Linked DNA regions of Mus musculus: all the other regions are linked to region 1. A link is a contact called in public promoter capture Hi-C data. All regions are on one chromosome and are shown on one strand. The core of a region is the stretch at or near the end of the contact, and the rest is flanking DNA. Distances in the headings are between cores, read along the strand shown. Region 1 holds the start of Nmnat3 (nicotinamide nucleotide adenylyltransferase 3). Region 2 holds the start of U2surp (U2 snRNP-associated SURP domain containing). Region 3 holds the start of Msl2 (MSL complex subunit 2).

Evidence for each region. Promoter capture Hi-C pulls out the DNA fragments that hold promoters and counts their contacts.
Region 2: a promoter capture Hi-C map of erythroid cells shows a contact between it and region 1, with 26 times the contacts expected there. The contact joins the promoter of U2surp here to the promoter of Nmnat3 in region 1. A contact is called at or near these places in 1 of 39 promoter capture datasets (erythroid cells), 1 of 484 Hi-C or Micro-C datasets (CD8 T cells) and 1 of 115 datasets of contacts at active chromatin or transcription factors (thymic regulatory T cells).
Region 3: a promoter capture Hi-C map of erythroid cells shows a contact between it and region 1, with 27 times the contacts expected there. The contact joins the promoter of Msl2 here to the promoter of Nmnat3 in region 1. A contact is called at or near these places in 2 of 39 promoter capture datasets (erythroid cells and pre-B cells).

What each region holds. Positions count from the first base shown.
Region 1 is chr9:98,294,710-98,299,527 of GRCm38.p6, forward strand. Nmnat3 (nicotinamide nucleotide adenylyltransferase 3) reads left to right here and starts at 1,861. Exons shown (of 5, transcript NM_144533.3): 1 at 1,861-2,271. It overlaps Gm46126 (a long non-coding RNA gene), which reads right to left. Exons shown (of 2, transcript XR_001779264.2): 1 at 3,377-4,818; 2 at 2,488-2,670.
Region 2 is chr9:95,509,742-95,514,559 of GRCm38.p6, forward strand. U2surp (U2 snRNP-associated SURP domain containing) reads right to left here and starts at 2,255. Exons shown (of 28, transcript NM_001357974.1): 1 at 2,076-2,255. The coding sequence starts at 2,120.
Region 3 is chr9:101,071,820-101,076,637 of GRCm38.p6, forward strand. Msl2 (MSL complex subunit 2) reads left to right here and starts at 2,943. Exons shown (of 2, transcript NM_001100451.2): 1 at 2,943-3,601. The coding sequence starts at 3,460. It also overlaps the pseudogene Gm46140.

The sequences.
Region 1 (4,818 bases), core at 611-3,110:
GTACCATAGTCTACTTAGGAGAGACTCAAGCACATATTCTCCATCAAATCCTTTCTGTGATGGTATCTCTAGATGTCTTCCTTTAGTGAACAGGGTCATAGAGAAATTAAATGTACCCAGAGGCTCCCATTCTACTTATGATGGAGTAGCCAGCTGTGACGGGGATCCTGTTATTCCCCTTCAGAATAAAAGCAGCTAGGCTTCGGTCCAGCCTGGGTTTCTCAGGCCTGCCTCTCCCCGCTATGTTAGCTAAAGCCTGGCTGTTATATAAGGTTTGTGCTGCCTTCCCAAAGCACACAGTGCTTCTCACCCAGTCTTCTCTTCAGCCAGGCCTCAGTCTTCCATGATGCAGGGTGGAAATCTTCCTCTGAAGGAGAAGTCATTGTTCAGGCTCTCTCTGGCTGGCTGTGTCTAGTCTCTGCCTCCACAGCCCCGGGTCCTGACTCAGAAAGACTTGGCCTTTGGTTAATTTATGAAAGTAAACCAACCTGTAGGAGTGTGTACACTACATATGCTCACAGATGCCTCCAAATTTTGTGACACACCACCTACGCTGCTGGCATCAGTAAGAAACTATCCAAAGGACACTGTACACTTAGCTACTATCGTGCTGCTTGAACCTCCTCCAAAGCCATCGAGGTAGAGGGTTGTTTCTACTGATTACAGGGAAGGAAACTGAAACCTGAGTAGGTAAAGCTGCTTGCTTGGGGTCACTTTATGGAGGTGCATTGTACCCTAAGTTTCCCAGAAGAAACGCAAAGGGCACAGGGTCTACTGCCTGAGTGGGGAGGTATCTTTTCCCTGGTTTCTTAGTGGGGCTACCTGTGTGCCCACATACTGATTAATGGCAAAGGTGTGGCCCTTCCTAAGAGCCTGGGAATATCATGGGAGACTGGGGATAGAAACTGGGTCCAGAGCTAGCTCTCCACCCAGGAGTTGATTTATCACTGTGGCTAGGAGGAGGGGGGAGCTTAAATGTTTAGCATTCACAAGCCTTGACATCACCCTTGATTTTTCCCCCCACCCTGCAACTCACTCCATTAGGATTGACAGGCCACGGTGAAGCTTCTTGTGAGGGCTGGGCAGTTATAGAGGGTTATGGGAGGCTGAGAAACTACTCTGCATTAGCGAGGCAAATTAAGGTTCTAAATTACACAAAGACCTCCGGGAGTAGGTCCTGAATCTCCAAGGATTCGGTTGCAATTTCTTAGTATGAATGAATATACTTGCCAGAAAGTCCTAATTGTATTTTCTTTCTAAAATAGCCCCCATTTTCCCCTCCCCCAAACTGTGCCAGCTTCAGAACCCCATCCCCCCACAACCTTTATCCTCACCAAGGCAGAGCTGGAGAATAGAGGTGTAAATGTGTCAGAAGAGGGAAGCAGGGGCCCAGGAAGAGTAAATCCTCATCTAACATGGCAGAAAGTCAATAGATAAATCAAGAAATCGCTATGTAAGCTCTTTTTCTTTCTTTCTTTCTTTTTTTTTTTTTTTTTTTTTTTTTTTGCGACAAAAAGTGACCATCCAAGGAAGGGACTGATGAAAAAGGGCTCTAGGTAGAGCAGAACAGGAGGGGCTTGTTTCTTTCATTGTAAGTAGCTATTTTATACTTTAAGAACTGTTCATACATTGCTTGATATGGTTTTAATTCAGGCTTTTAAAAACCAGAGTGAAAGTTAGATGAAAGAAACAAACAGAATACAAAACTAAAAAAAAAAGTAAAAAATGAAAACACAGAGCAGAAAGGCCACAGATGACAATCTACTGAGGACCTGAAGAGCGGGGGCGGGGCACGGGGCGTGGTCTTAGGTCGCTGAGGGGGCGGGGCAAAGCTCCGCTCTGTCTCCCGGGAGTTCCGCCCACAGCAGGAAGCTGGGAGCGCAAGGTCAAGTTCACTCGCGGCTCCGCCCCCAGCCTGGGTCAAGACTAGTTAGTCTTAGGGCGATCTGCGGGGTGACCCATCCTGGTCGAGCAGCAGATCCGCGGTCCCTGTTGACTCTGAGCGGAGCCCCGCGACGCGCAGGTAAGCACAGCCAGCGACCTTGGCTGCCTGCTTCGCCCGCGTGGGTGTCCACGAAGCCTTGAGTCCCCGCGTACCTACCAGGCCCACGTGACTCTCGGGGGCGGCGACTCGGGCGCGCGCGCGCACGACAGAGTCAGATGGCTGTGGAGCGCAGAACCACGCTAGCCCCACGGTCACTTTTCTGACCGATTGGCTCGAGCTGACACGGGTTCGGATCCCCCCTGCAGCACGTTTACAGTCAGTTAAAAGTAAGTGTGTGACAATTACAGCGTATTGTTCAGTGTTCTCTTTCTATTGGCCTAAGTGGGGTTCCAGCGATTGTCACGTGTAGCGTGCTGCCCCGCAGAGCACAGACTAGCGAGGAGACCTCCAGCAAAGGCAAACCACACACATTAAAGTATGACAGTTCAAATTAGTAGGAGCTGTGGAGATAATTTTTAAGATAAGTAAATAAAAGCGCAGGGTGCTGGAGAAGTTTTATTACGTTTCCCGTCAGCAAAACCTGCTGGAGCTAAAGCTACCCCGTGAATGACGGAATTCCAGACATAAAGTAAGGCTTGGGAAGGAGGTTCCCTTGGGATCGTCCTGCAGAGAGCTGGTGCCTGCGAGTTCCTGTCCTAGTTAGTCGACGTCAACAAGTGAGTCATCTGGAAAGAGAGAACTTGGAGTTTTTAAATGCCACCATTAGACTAACCTGACCAAAAGGGTGTGGGGGCATTTTCTTGATTACTGATGTATGTAGGAGGGCTCAGCCCACAGTGGGGGATTCCACCACACCCTTTCCCACGTCCCCCACCCCAGTGGTGGTCCTTAGTTGTAATAGGCTGAGCAAGCCTTGGAGAACAAGCCAGGAAGCAGTGGTCCTCCATGGCCTCAGCTTCAGCCCCTGCCTGGATTTCTATCATTAATGGGACTGTGACGTTGGGAGAGCAAGGCAAATAAAGGCTTCCTACCCGAGTTGCTTTTGATCAGGGCATTTGCCTCGGCAGTTTCTTAAGCCACTGTTCTAAGATGGGACTGCTTGTACTACCAGGAAATGGGTTTGTGGGAAGCAGCTGCCAGAGCTGTTCAGACAGCAGCGGGCACAGCAGGGGTGAAGGTATCTCTGCTCCTCAAGACTGAACTTGAGGTGTCTGTCTCAGAGTAAGCTTCCCCCCCCCCCCCCCCCGCCTTAGTACATTCCCCTCTGACAGATGAGTAAACTCTCACAATACAGCCTGTTCTCTAAGTTGAGGACTGGTTTAACCATTTTTTGGAAACACTTGGCTCATGCCTTTCCCTTGACACTAAGGGTTAGGAGAAGCCAGATACAAGACCTGCTCTCCTGGAGCCTGTGCAAGGTTGGCCACTTACCATGCGGACTCTGAGCCTTGTGAGGGAAGCTGCCTTGTTTCCATTTAGCATTTAGGCCAGTGGTTCTCAGCCTTCCTGCTCCTGCAGTCCTTTAATACAGTTCCTCACGTTGTGACCTCGTCATAAAAATTATTTCATTGCCACTTCTGAACTGTAATTCTGCTACTGTTATGAATTATAGTTTAAATATTTGATAGGCAGGATATCTATGTGAGCCCCCAAATGGGGTTGCGACCCACAGGTTGAGAACTGCTGGTCTAGGTACACATTTCCCAGCAAGCACCACCTGATCCCGCCAGCCCCAAGAGGCAGCTCTTCCACTGGCAGCTCTCTCCCCTGAGGCACCGTCTCTGCTGGCCCCTTGCTGAGGACCCCTCAGAACTTGAGACCAGCACAGATTTGAGAGAGTGGCTTCAGGAAACACCTGTCAGCTGCTTGGCATTTACATGTGTGTGTATTTATAATATCTTCTTTATATTTTTAAGGTTATAATATAATTACATCATCCCCCCTTTTCTCCCTTCAAAACCCTCCTGTATATCCCTCCTTGCTCTCTCAAATTCATGCCTCTTTCTTTCTTTATTATTAATACATATATGTGTATTATGTATGTATATATTGTATGGTATACACATGTATAATATATACACATTATATATATATATATATATATATATATATATATATGATATTTATGTGTTAACAACAATTAATGAAAAAAGAGGCTTGGTAAATTTTACACCTTGAATGGGCCTGAGGTCTTCTGTGGTCTTGTCCACACAACTGATATAGATTTAGGATTTGCTCTAAGAGAACAGGGTGGAGAACCAGAGATGAGGAAGCACACTTAGGGGAAGAACCCACATTGTTGGATTGTGGTCAAAGGAGGACTGTTAATAGGACGTTGGAGGGAAAGGAAAAAGAGCAGCCACGATGCAGCCCCTTTGTTCCCCCTCACAGACCGTGGCAGTATGCTAGCCAAGATGGGAAGAGAGGCTTCAGTGTGGTGGCCATAGACCTGTGTCTTCCCAGCTCAGTAACTGCTTGGAAGAGGTCACTTATCCTCAGAGTCCTGAAGGTTGTGTGGACTTAGTAGGTTCCTGGCATCTGGTTCTGCTCTGGAGAAACAGTAATTTCCTCCCCTTTCCTTTTCCAACTCTACTAAACCAAGAATAACAGTGCCTGCTCTAGAGGCCATTGGGCTCTCAGGACCCGGAACACTTGGAGACGTAGCCATCATGTAGGGAGTTACCATGGTACTGGTATTGCCCATTCCCTATCTCAGCAGACACTGATGGAGTGGAGAGGGCGGGTGGGGTGGTGAGGAGCTGGGCAGGGTGATTAGTGGGGGGTGAGTTATCTATGGCCAGGGTTTCCTCCCACAAGCAGCAGCCTCCAAGTGAGAGGCGTGTTCTGCGTGATAGTGGGCCTCTGCACAGTCG
Region 2 (4,818 bases), core at 1,005-3,504, 2.8 Mb before region 1:
TCTTATAATCTAATAATGTCTAGACTTACATTTGAAATTAAAAAAAAACAACAACAATTTGAGTGGTCATTATGATGGCCAACACTTAATAATCCAAATCAGTGCTTTCTAGTTCCTTAAAAAAAAGGGAGCTGGAAGCGGTTGGCACATGCCTGTAATCCCAACTCTGGGAAATACAAGGAAGGAGCAGCAGGATGCTGAAGGTTAAAGTTCAAGCCAGCCTGGGCTACGGGAGACCCAGCTCAAAAACCTAGTACGCAGGATGGGTGGATGATCTATATAGACTTAGAAACTGAAGTAAGATTTACTAACATTTACAGTAACTCCATCTTTCTATCAGCCCTATAAAAGAATTTTTTTCCTGTAATAAGATAAGAAAACCTGAGGCTGAAGAGATTAGGTATCGTATTTGTTTTCAAAACCTATAACCTCGCCATTCCATTACAACACTTTCCATTACATGGAAAAATCCTGGCAAAACTCTTGAGTATAAATATTCCCTTTTCAGACACGAGTAAGGAACCCTTTGGTGACATCTAAAGGACTATAAACTGACAAGTGTGAATGAAAAAAAAAAAATCCAACAAGCTACTTAATACTTAAAAACTACACAGAGTCCTGAGAAGTATTCTCTTAGAAAAAAGTCTGAACACATACTTTGAAAAGCTTTCAATCTACCCAGGCCTCATGCAGGAAATACTAAATGCTTTGAGAAGAATATCAAAACAAATTGTAACTATGGATGTGGGTACCTGTCCTGGTCACGGGTCTGAAAGGAGGAGTGGCATCATGAGGTACCCCTTCATTCACCTGCTCCCCCAGAAAGGGAAGGAGGGGAAAAACTACTGGAGAAAAAGGAAGCTGACTTACAGTAAAGGTCTGGTGTAAGGACAACCAGAACTGGGCCCTCCCATAGTTCTGAAGAATGTCTAGTAAGACCTTTACTACTTGCTAAGTAAATCTGGGGCAATCATTCAGCAAAATGGCAAAAATTTAAAAATTAACAAATAAATAAACGTCAGCCTTATTAGAAAGAGAGCAAGTTTGGTTTGTTTCTCAAACCAAACAGCAAATGCAAACAGATAATCATACACTTTACGTTCCGAGACTCTTTAAATGTTATCCAACTCCTTATCTCTGCATCTCAAGCCTCGCCACTGGTTTATGGCAGTACTTAGGCATCTTTAATACCGAGATGGGGACGAGAATCTCCAAGCAAAATAATCCAAAATAGATAAGTAAATAAATGGGATTAAACACGCTGGCCAAAATGGCAACTAACACCAATTGTTAACCCAACCTTACTAACGCTTAATTACAGTTCAACGGTTTCCCAAGCAATGCACAGGGCTCCCTATAAACTCACATGTAAGGGCATTTGGGCAATTTCCACGTCTACCGTAGTTTCCCTTTCCAATGGAAACCCCACATACTGCTTGAGACCCTGAGTCTGCGGCCCTCAAGAGGGATGTTGTTCACTTTTCACTTCCCGGGAAGTGGGAGGAAAATCACATGGGAAGTGTGGCTCTAACCCTGAGGCTCAGAGAGCGGCTCCCTCCGCACGTCCCAACCCCAGGCCCTCCACTGGCGGGTCTCTCGCACACCCTTGCAACCCGTCCAGCCTAATTTCCTGGACGGCAAGGAGAGAAACCGTGTAAGGCCAGGAACGAGTAAGAGCCAAAGTAAAGAAGGGAGGACGAGGGGGGAAGAAACAGGCATCTAAGACCGGGAACCTTCCCGCCTCTCCCAGCCTCTAGCCCGCAGCCTCCGAGAGCAGCAAGGGGTGATACAAGGACGCCGGACCACCTCGGAACCACTGCTCTGACCCACAAAGCCGAACGAGGTGACCAGCCCCGCTCGCCACCAGGCACGCTGGTGTGGGGCTGAATCCCAGTCGGGACGGACGCGCGCTCGGGCCTCTCAACCTGCGCACCTTGGTGCAGCGGTGCCAGGCCCACTGTGGCCAACAGGCCTCAGCCCCTCGCCCCAGGAAACCCTCGAAGGCCAGAGGCTTCTGTAGGCCCTCGACCACGGTGAGAGACCCCCCTGACTGACGGAGATCTCTAAGAAACTACCTTTGAACTGGCCTTCTGAGATCCGCCTGGCGTTTTGTCGGCCATCTTGAGCTTTGCTCCTCCTTCAGCGGAGGCAGCAGCGCGGGTGAGTCGAGCACCGAGAGAACAGATAGCAGCCGAGCGCGCCAGAAAGGCTGCCAGGCCGAATAGCCGAACGCCGAGACGGAGACCTCCGCGGCGCCGGGGCCGCGTGACTTCCGCGTCGAGGCGCTTTTACGCGCCCCGCCCACCCCGCTCGCCTTCCGGTGAATTGCGGCGCCCAGTCACGTCACGCGCCTGCGGAATTTAGGGACTCTCCTTGACCCGACTTTCAAGGCCAACTGATAATTCAGTCATTTTCCTCCCAGAGCCAACCGGCGTTAGATGCGAGCGGGTTCTACTTCCTGAGGGGGGAAGGAAGCTGCTCTTTTAAAGCAACTGCAGTAGCCACGTGAGCCGAGCGTCTCACCTCAGCTGATGAGGCAGTTCGTCGAGACACTTTGCCGCACGATCCCCCAGGGGGCACAGGCCTTGGTGGCAAGGCAAATTTGCAATCTGCTCACGTTAAAAAATGGTGAGCAGTGACTTCAGAGTTGAGAAAAAACAGGGAAATAGGATAAAAACTGTTTAGGACGTCGGAGCATGGTACCTGCATAGACTGGGCATGGAGTTGGGGAGGGATGGATCGTAATATAGACGCTGTTCTAAAACGAGCATGTTTATTGTTACTGTGCAGTACAGGCACGCCCTAGCAACTGTGGGGAGGTTAAAGGACAGTTTGAAGGAGTTGGTGGGATTTGGGGATCGAAATGAGGTTGGCAGGTTTGCTCAGCAAGTGCCTTTTTCCCTCTGAGACTTCTGGCTACCCGCACCTATTTCTTTGAAGCATAGTCGCAAAAGTTGTGTAGCAGAAGATAGCCTTGAACTGCTGATTTTCCCGCCTCAGGTCCTGGGAATTAGTCTTGGGCCACCATGTCTAAGCTTTTTGTTAATTGAAGGGAAGCGGGGAATGAGTAAGTTTGGTTTGATTTGGGTTTTTCCAGTTTGTCGGCATTCCACCCCTGGCTGTCCCTGTGCTGTAGACCAGGCTGACCTCAAACTCGGAGATCTGTCTCCCAAGTGCTGGGAGAAAACGTGTGTGCCATCACCTAGATTTCAGTTACAGATAAGGGTCAGACCTAGAGAAGAGGCTCAGAATTGGAGATGTGTGACAGGACCTGAGAATGGAAATAAATTCATTTGGGCTGGAGGGCACAGAACCGTATTATACTGTACTTTCATGCATAGCAACCGTTACTTTCTGATCGTTGGCTTCCTGTTACTACGGTTTCTATCTCTGGTACCTGGCTTATTTATACCTCATCGCCTACCACCAGATTTTATTGATATTTATTTATTTATTTATTTTGGTTTTTTCAAGACAGGGTTTCTCTGTGTAGTCCTGGCTGTCCTGGAACTCACTCTATAGACCAGGCTGGCCTCGAACTCAGAAATCTGCCTGCCTCTGCCTCCCAAGTGCTGGGATTAAAGGCGTGTGCCACTACCGCCCTGCTTATTGACCTTTTTAGAGAGTTCAGCAATGTAGCCTCCTAGACTAATGCTTCCCTGGTCGCTCCCCCACCCCCTTCACTATACCCCCATCAACCAAAAAATAAACTTCAACTTCTGTATGGTAAATGTACTTGCTTCTGTGACTCCGTCTCCTGAGCCTACTCCTACTCTCAGAGTTCATTCTTTCTTTCAGTTCCCTCCCCTACTGCTCCTTTCTTCAGTGTCAGTTATATACAGGGTTACTTTGCAATCTCCTTATTCCCAAGTTTTACACTGTACAGCCTTATGTCTGTCTCTGTAAGTCACAATACTGTGGAGGCTTTTATATATTAAAAACAGCAGGGTTCCAATAATAAATTCGGAACAGATTGTGAAACCTACTTTACAGCATTCATATCACAGCTTTATTTAAAATATTTGTATTTAGGGTTCTCTAGGGTCACAGAACTTATGAGTATTTTCTATATAGTAAGAGAATTTATTGATGACTTACAGTCTGTAGTCCAACTCCCCAACAGTGGTCAGCAGCAGCTGTGAATAGAAATCCAAGGATCTAGCAGTTGCTCAGTCCCACAAGGCAAGCGGGCGAAGAAGGATGAGCCCTCCTTCCAATGTCCTTATGTAGGTCTGCAGCAGAAGGTGTGGCCCACCTGGATCTGGGACTTGCCTTACTTAGTCTCCTGGGATTAAAGGCATATGTACTACCTTGCCTGGGCCTAAGCTTTTCATAGCCACTATGCCTCAAGATCAGGATCACAGGTGAGCCTTCTAGTTCTGGATTGTAGTTCATTCCAGATATAGTCAAATTGACAACCAGGAATAGCCACCACAATCCACCTCTTGTCAACTTGACACAAATAATATCTCATGTCCACATGACACAATAACAAGGTCATCAATACAACTAACATGATAAAACTATTCCTCATACAATCGCAAATGCATTTGTAAATTTACAATGGGGCAATGTCCCTTGGGAACATTCTTTTAGTATCTCAAATACCAGTTGATGTTAAAGAAATTGGAAGAAAGACAAATGTATTCTTAACAAAATAAAACAGAAGCATTCTTTATAATCCTTGTTTCAGGCCTTAGCTGGTATTTATAACTACTTCCTCTACCACCCATTCTGTATTTCCTCCACCCTAGGCAAGCACCTCAGCAGGTCTTGGCTCTTTTCCCGGAGGAGTGACTCATACCTTCATTCCTGATG
Region 3 (4,818 bases), core at 1,693-4,192, 2.8 Mb after region 1:
ACCATGAGTGAAATAAATCTTGTTTCTTTTTGGAACTGTGGTCACAGCTGTGTGAAAGTAACTCAGGCAAAAATATGGGTTTTAGTTATTGCTATCATAGTGATTCATTAAATGTGAGAAATATACCACATAGATAGATATATGATGCTAATTATAGTGTAGAATATACAACCTTCTCTGAAATAATGTTGTAAATCACAAACTACTTATTGTAAAATAGAGCATTTATTCAGATAACTGGCAGTTTTACACCCAGGCTGTATACATTGGCTGTCAAGTAATCACTTGCAAGACATTAACCGGATTTCCCCCTAAAATGGCTAATATATAAAAAGATCTTAGGTGGGCACTCTTTTTTTTTTTTTTTCCGAGACAGGGTTTCTCTGTATAGCCTGTCCTGGAACTCACTCTGTAGACCAGGCTGGCCTCAAACTCAGAAATCTGCCTGCTTCGGCCTCCCAAGTGCTGGGATTAAAGGTGTGTGCCACCACGCCCGGCTAGGTGGGCACTCTTAATGGGCTTGACCTTTATGTGATTTTCCCCCTAAATATTTAGGTTAAGCAATTCATTTTCTATAAACAATCCATTTGATTCCTGTTCAAGCGAGGCTCAAGCAGGCTAATAAAAGAAAGGGGTACAGTTCAAGTTGATGTGCTCGTTAGTGCCATAATCTATTACCAGTTGCAACCAATTCAGAAGCTGAAAAAAGAATGGATTTAACTCTGACTCACACAGACCATCAATAGAATTAATCTTAAATTGGGGTGTGCAACTCCCAAAGATTTTAAAAATCTAGTTACAGGGGGAAAAAAATGCCTGCAAGTAGTCTGTTTCCCAGGGTGACGACTCATCTATGCTGCCTGCCTGGATGTAAGCAGTCCTGGGCTTTTATCCTTCAAGTTTCTCCTTTGGAGGAGAGCAACCTGCGTGCAGTGGAAGAAGACCTAAGAGGAACCTGGAATAAAAATAGATCTGTATAACGGTTTTGTTTGGAAGTGACCTTAGAAAATAGCTATCATAAAGAGAAAATGGCAGATGGAGCCTTTAAAATGAGCTAATTTTAGAATACATATCGTTTCCCACGTGTGACTACTAAATACATCCTCCACAGCTTACTCTGCTGATATATAAAATTAAGAAGTTGGATTCTTACTGGTACTGTATGTTAGGCTTTACTAAAAGAAAAACAAAAAAACAGAATCTGTCTTCAAGTCGTAAGATTGTTTGTGTTTCCTTGATAACTTATGGGCCAGTCCCTAAAATTAGCATTTTGGTATACCATAAGCACACATATGTAAAAGGTTTGCACACCTCATAAGCTTCACTTTGTGAACGTGTACAGCGTTAGTATGTGCAAAAAATATCATGTCGGAAGAGCAGTTTCTATTTGTGCTACCCAAAAACGGGTTTGTATTTTGAGAGGGGAGAATCACGCTGTTAGGCTTTATTTATATCCAAGTGTCCTCAGCCTTCTGCAAAAAAGGCAAAAGCTTTGTGTGTGCGTGTGTGTGTTTTAATGCAGAACAACGAAGGACTCAGACACTTTCGGACTCTACAGAACCAGAGCATACATCGCGGGCTGTGTCCACGCACAAGGGCAGGCTCGCTGGGGACCTAGAGGAGTGGCTTTCAAACTTGTGGGCCAGCGCCTAGTCCACGGCCCGCCACGCGCTAGGTTCCGGGAGGAGGCCGGCGAGGCCGGGGCTGGGCTGCCATCCTCCCACTGGGGTCAACTCCGGTCCCCGAACACCCTCCCCCCACCTCCGCCCCACGGCGCGACGCGGGCAGCCCACGCGAGGGGAGACCGTGCCCGCTACCCCAATTCACCACAACCCACACGCCTGGGAGACCGGATTGGAGAGCACGTGGGGGAGGGGCGGAGAGCGCGTCCGGCTCGAAACCGAGCATGCTCCGTGCACGGAACCGTAAGTGGCGAGCCAGACATGCGCAGTGAGCTCGGGGTGTGCTGGCGGCGGGGCAGGGCGGGGCTGGCGTGAGCGGGCTAATGTGTTTATCCGGTTTTCTGGGTGGGCGGTCAAAGCGCACGCGTAAGGGCGAAAGGCGGTAGGGTCGGGGTGGGTGTGTTGGGGGGGTTTGTGCATGCGCAGTGAAGCCGGCAGCGCGGGGAGGGTGTGGAGGGGGCTTTTAGAGGAGAAGCAGGGGAAAAGGGAAGCGGAGGGAGAGGAAGGGCGGGGGGTGGGGGTGGGGAGGGGGGGTGAGAGCGCGCTGTGCGCATGCGTACAAGGGCTAGCGACGACGGCGGCGGGGGAGGCTCGGGGATGACAGTGTCTTTGCCCGTTGGGGTAACGGTCGTCGTTACCGGCCGGGCCTGAGGCGCCGCACCATCTACTGCGGCCGGAGTAGCCCCGGCCCAACGGAGCTAGAGCGGCGCGAGAAGAAGCGTGAGGGCGGCCAGGCGCGAGGGAGGGGCCTGCAGCGGGCCTGGTCGTGCGCGCTGGGTGGCGGCGGCGGCGGCCTGGCGGGGTGAGCTCGCTTAAACCGCGGCTGGGCAGGCAGGCGGCGGCGGCGGCGGCGGCGGCGGCGGCGCAGCACCGTGGCAGTCGCGCTTGGAGGAGTCGTCCGTGCCGTGCCGAAAAGATGGCCGGGCTGTGAGGGGGCGGCGCTTGCGCTGGTGACCCCAAGTGTGCGGCTGAGAAGCGGAGGGGCGCCGCCGTCGCCGCCTGCCTGCCTGCCTGCCTGCCTGCCTGCCGGGCCTGCTCCCCGCCCCCTCCCGCCGCCGGGCCCCGCGCGCACTTCCTCCCGGGCCTCCCTTTCGGGCGGGGGCCTCCCTCCCGCCCGCCTGCCGCGCCAGGCGCAGCGTGGGCCCCGCGTCCGGCATGGCGAGAACGGCAGCGGCGCGCTCCCGCCGCAGTAGCAGCAGCAGCAGTAGCAGCCACAGCAGCAACAGCAACCTCCGCCGCCGCGGCTGCTGGCACTAGACCCGGGAATCCGACGCCTGCGCCGTAGTCCCCACCGTCCCGCTGCCTCCGCGACGTCGCTGCGATGGAGTAAGGGCCCCGCCGTCGGAAGAGAAACGTGTGGACCGCTTGGACCCCACCGGGCCCGCTCCCGTGCGCGCCAGCTCCACCCGGAGGTGCCTCCGCGGCCGGACATGCTGCTCGAGCGCAGGCCGCCCGCCGAGCCGCGGGGCTAGAGCGAACCCGGAGCCCGTCCGGAGCACCCAGCCGCGGCCGTGTCGGACGAACTCGATCGCTGATTTCGCTTGTCTCTCTTTGGTCTGCAAGTCTCAGGGACAGAGGAGGGGCGCCGAGGCCCCCATGTGTGGGAGGATTGCTTCAGCTTCACAAACTTGCACGGATTTTGGTTGCTGCTTTGGCCAGGGGTTCTGCTCAGATTTCTTCCGAATTGTTTTAAATTCGCCATTGTTCCCTGGCTGCTTACAAACTTGGATCCGGAATTTCTTTTCAACCGGGAGCCATTGGTGTCGAAGTGTCTGCAATGAACCCGGTGAATGCTACTGCTCTCTACATTTCCGCGAGCCGCCTAGTGCTCAACTACGACCCCGGAGACCCCAAGGCGTTTACAGAGATTAACAGGCTCTTGCCTTACTTCCGACAGTCCCTCTCGTGCTGTGTTTGCGGTGAGACGCTTCTTTATTGTTCCCCTTTCCCTGCTTGTTTTCTAAAGTTCCTTTGGCAGTAGTAACGTGAACGGTTGGCCGGCCGGTAGTTCGTCTTAAGGGGTGGTACTGTGCAGTAGTACACGGTCGTTAGTTTTGAAAGTCGCCCAGGGACTTTTGCCCGGCGTTTCAGAAAGGCCGAGAGCCTTTTTCAGCCACCTTTGTACGGAGGCTTTAACGTTCAAAATGGTTTTATTTCGCTTTGACACATCTTTCTGGTGTTTTATTTTTTTAAAATACATTTTAAAAAATTCTTCGACGGCTTCACACGTATAGCGGTGATGTCTTAAATGGGGTTGAAATGCCAGCGGCATGCTGCCTTCTTTTTAAAACCTCTGCTGCGGGAACTGATTGAATACCATTGTCATTAAATGTGGTCAAACATTGTTAAGAAATATGCACTGCACTCGTGTTTTGCAGAGGGTGGATGGTATAATCTTGATGCACCTCCAGCCAGAGACCTCAGTGCCCCAGGTTCTACAACAGATGGTTTGAAGGTTAGCACTGACCTAATGAAGCTGATGGTACTTTTTAGTTGGTGAGATCTTTTTACAGACTAGATTTTCTGTAGTTTTAATGTCAGGTGGCCTGGCAGAGTCGCATTGTTTATTTACTTGCTTATTTAAGACAGGTTCCTACTATGTAGCTTAGGCGGACTTCGAACTAGTGGTCTTAGTGTCTCAGTCTCTTGAATGCCGGTATTTCAGGCATGCACAGCCATGTCCCGTTTCAGAGGATTATTTTAAGATTTTTTTCAAAGGGTATTAGCCCCTGTCGGTTACAATACTTAATCAATCGTAAGAGATGAGTGAAAATATTGTCTAACTGGAAAGTGTTTAAAGGGTGATGACTCGTGTTAACTGGGCACAAATAGTATTTGACACTCAGAAAACCAGAACGATTATCCTCTGTCCCTCTTGAGATGGTATAAGTCCTCCGCCTATTAGAAAACGAGACGTTTAATAGAAATGAGAGCAACAAGGAAGTACTGATGATGTTCTCCACTTACTGTGTTGGAGGCTTTGTTAACCCAGACTCTCTGTTCAGTCACAATTTAGACATTGAGGCCCTTGAAGTGGAGATAGTAATGGCTGAGCCATAGAAATGGTATTCAGGATTCATCCATCATTTTTGTATAGCTCAGGGCCGGACTCTGAGGGGTGCCAAAAGGGTGGAGA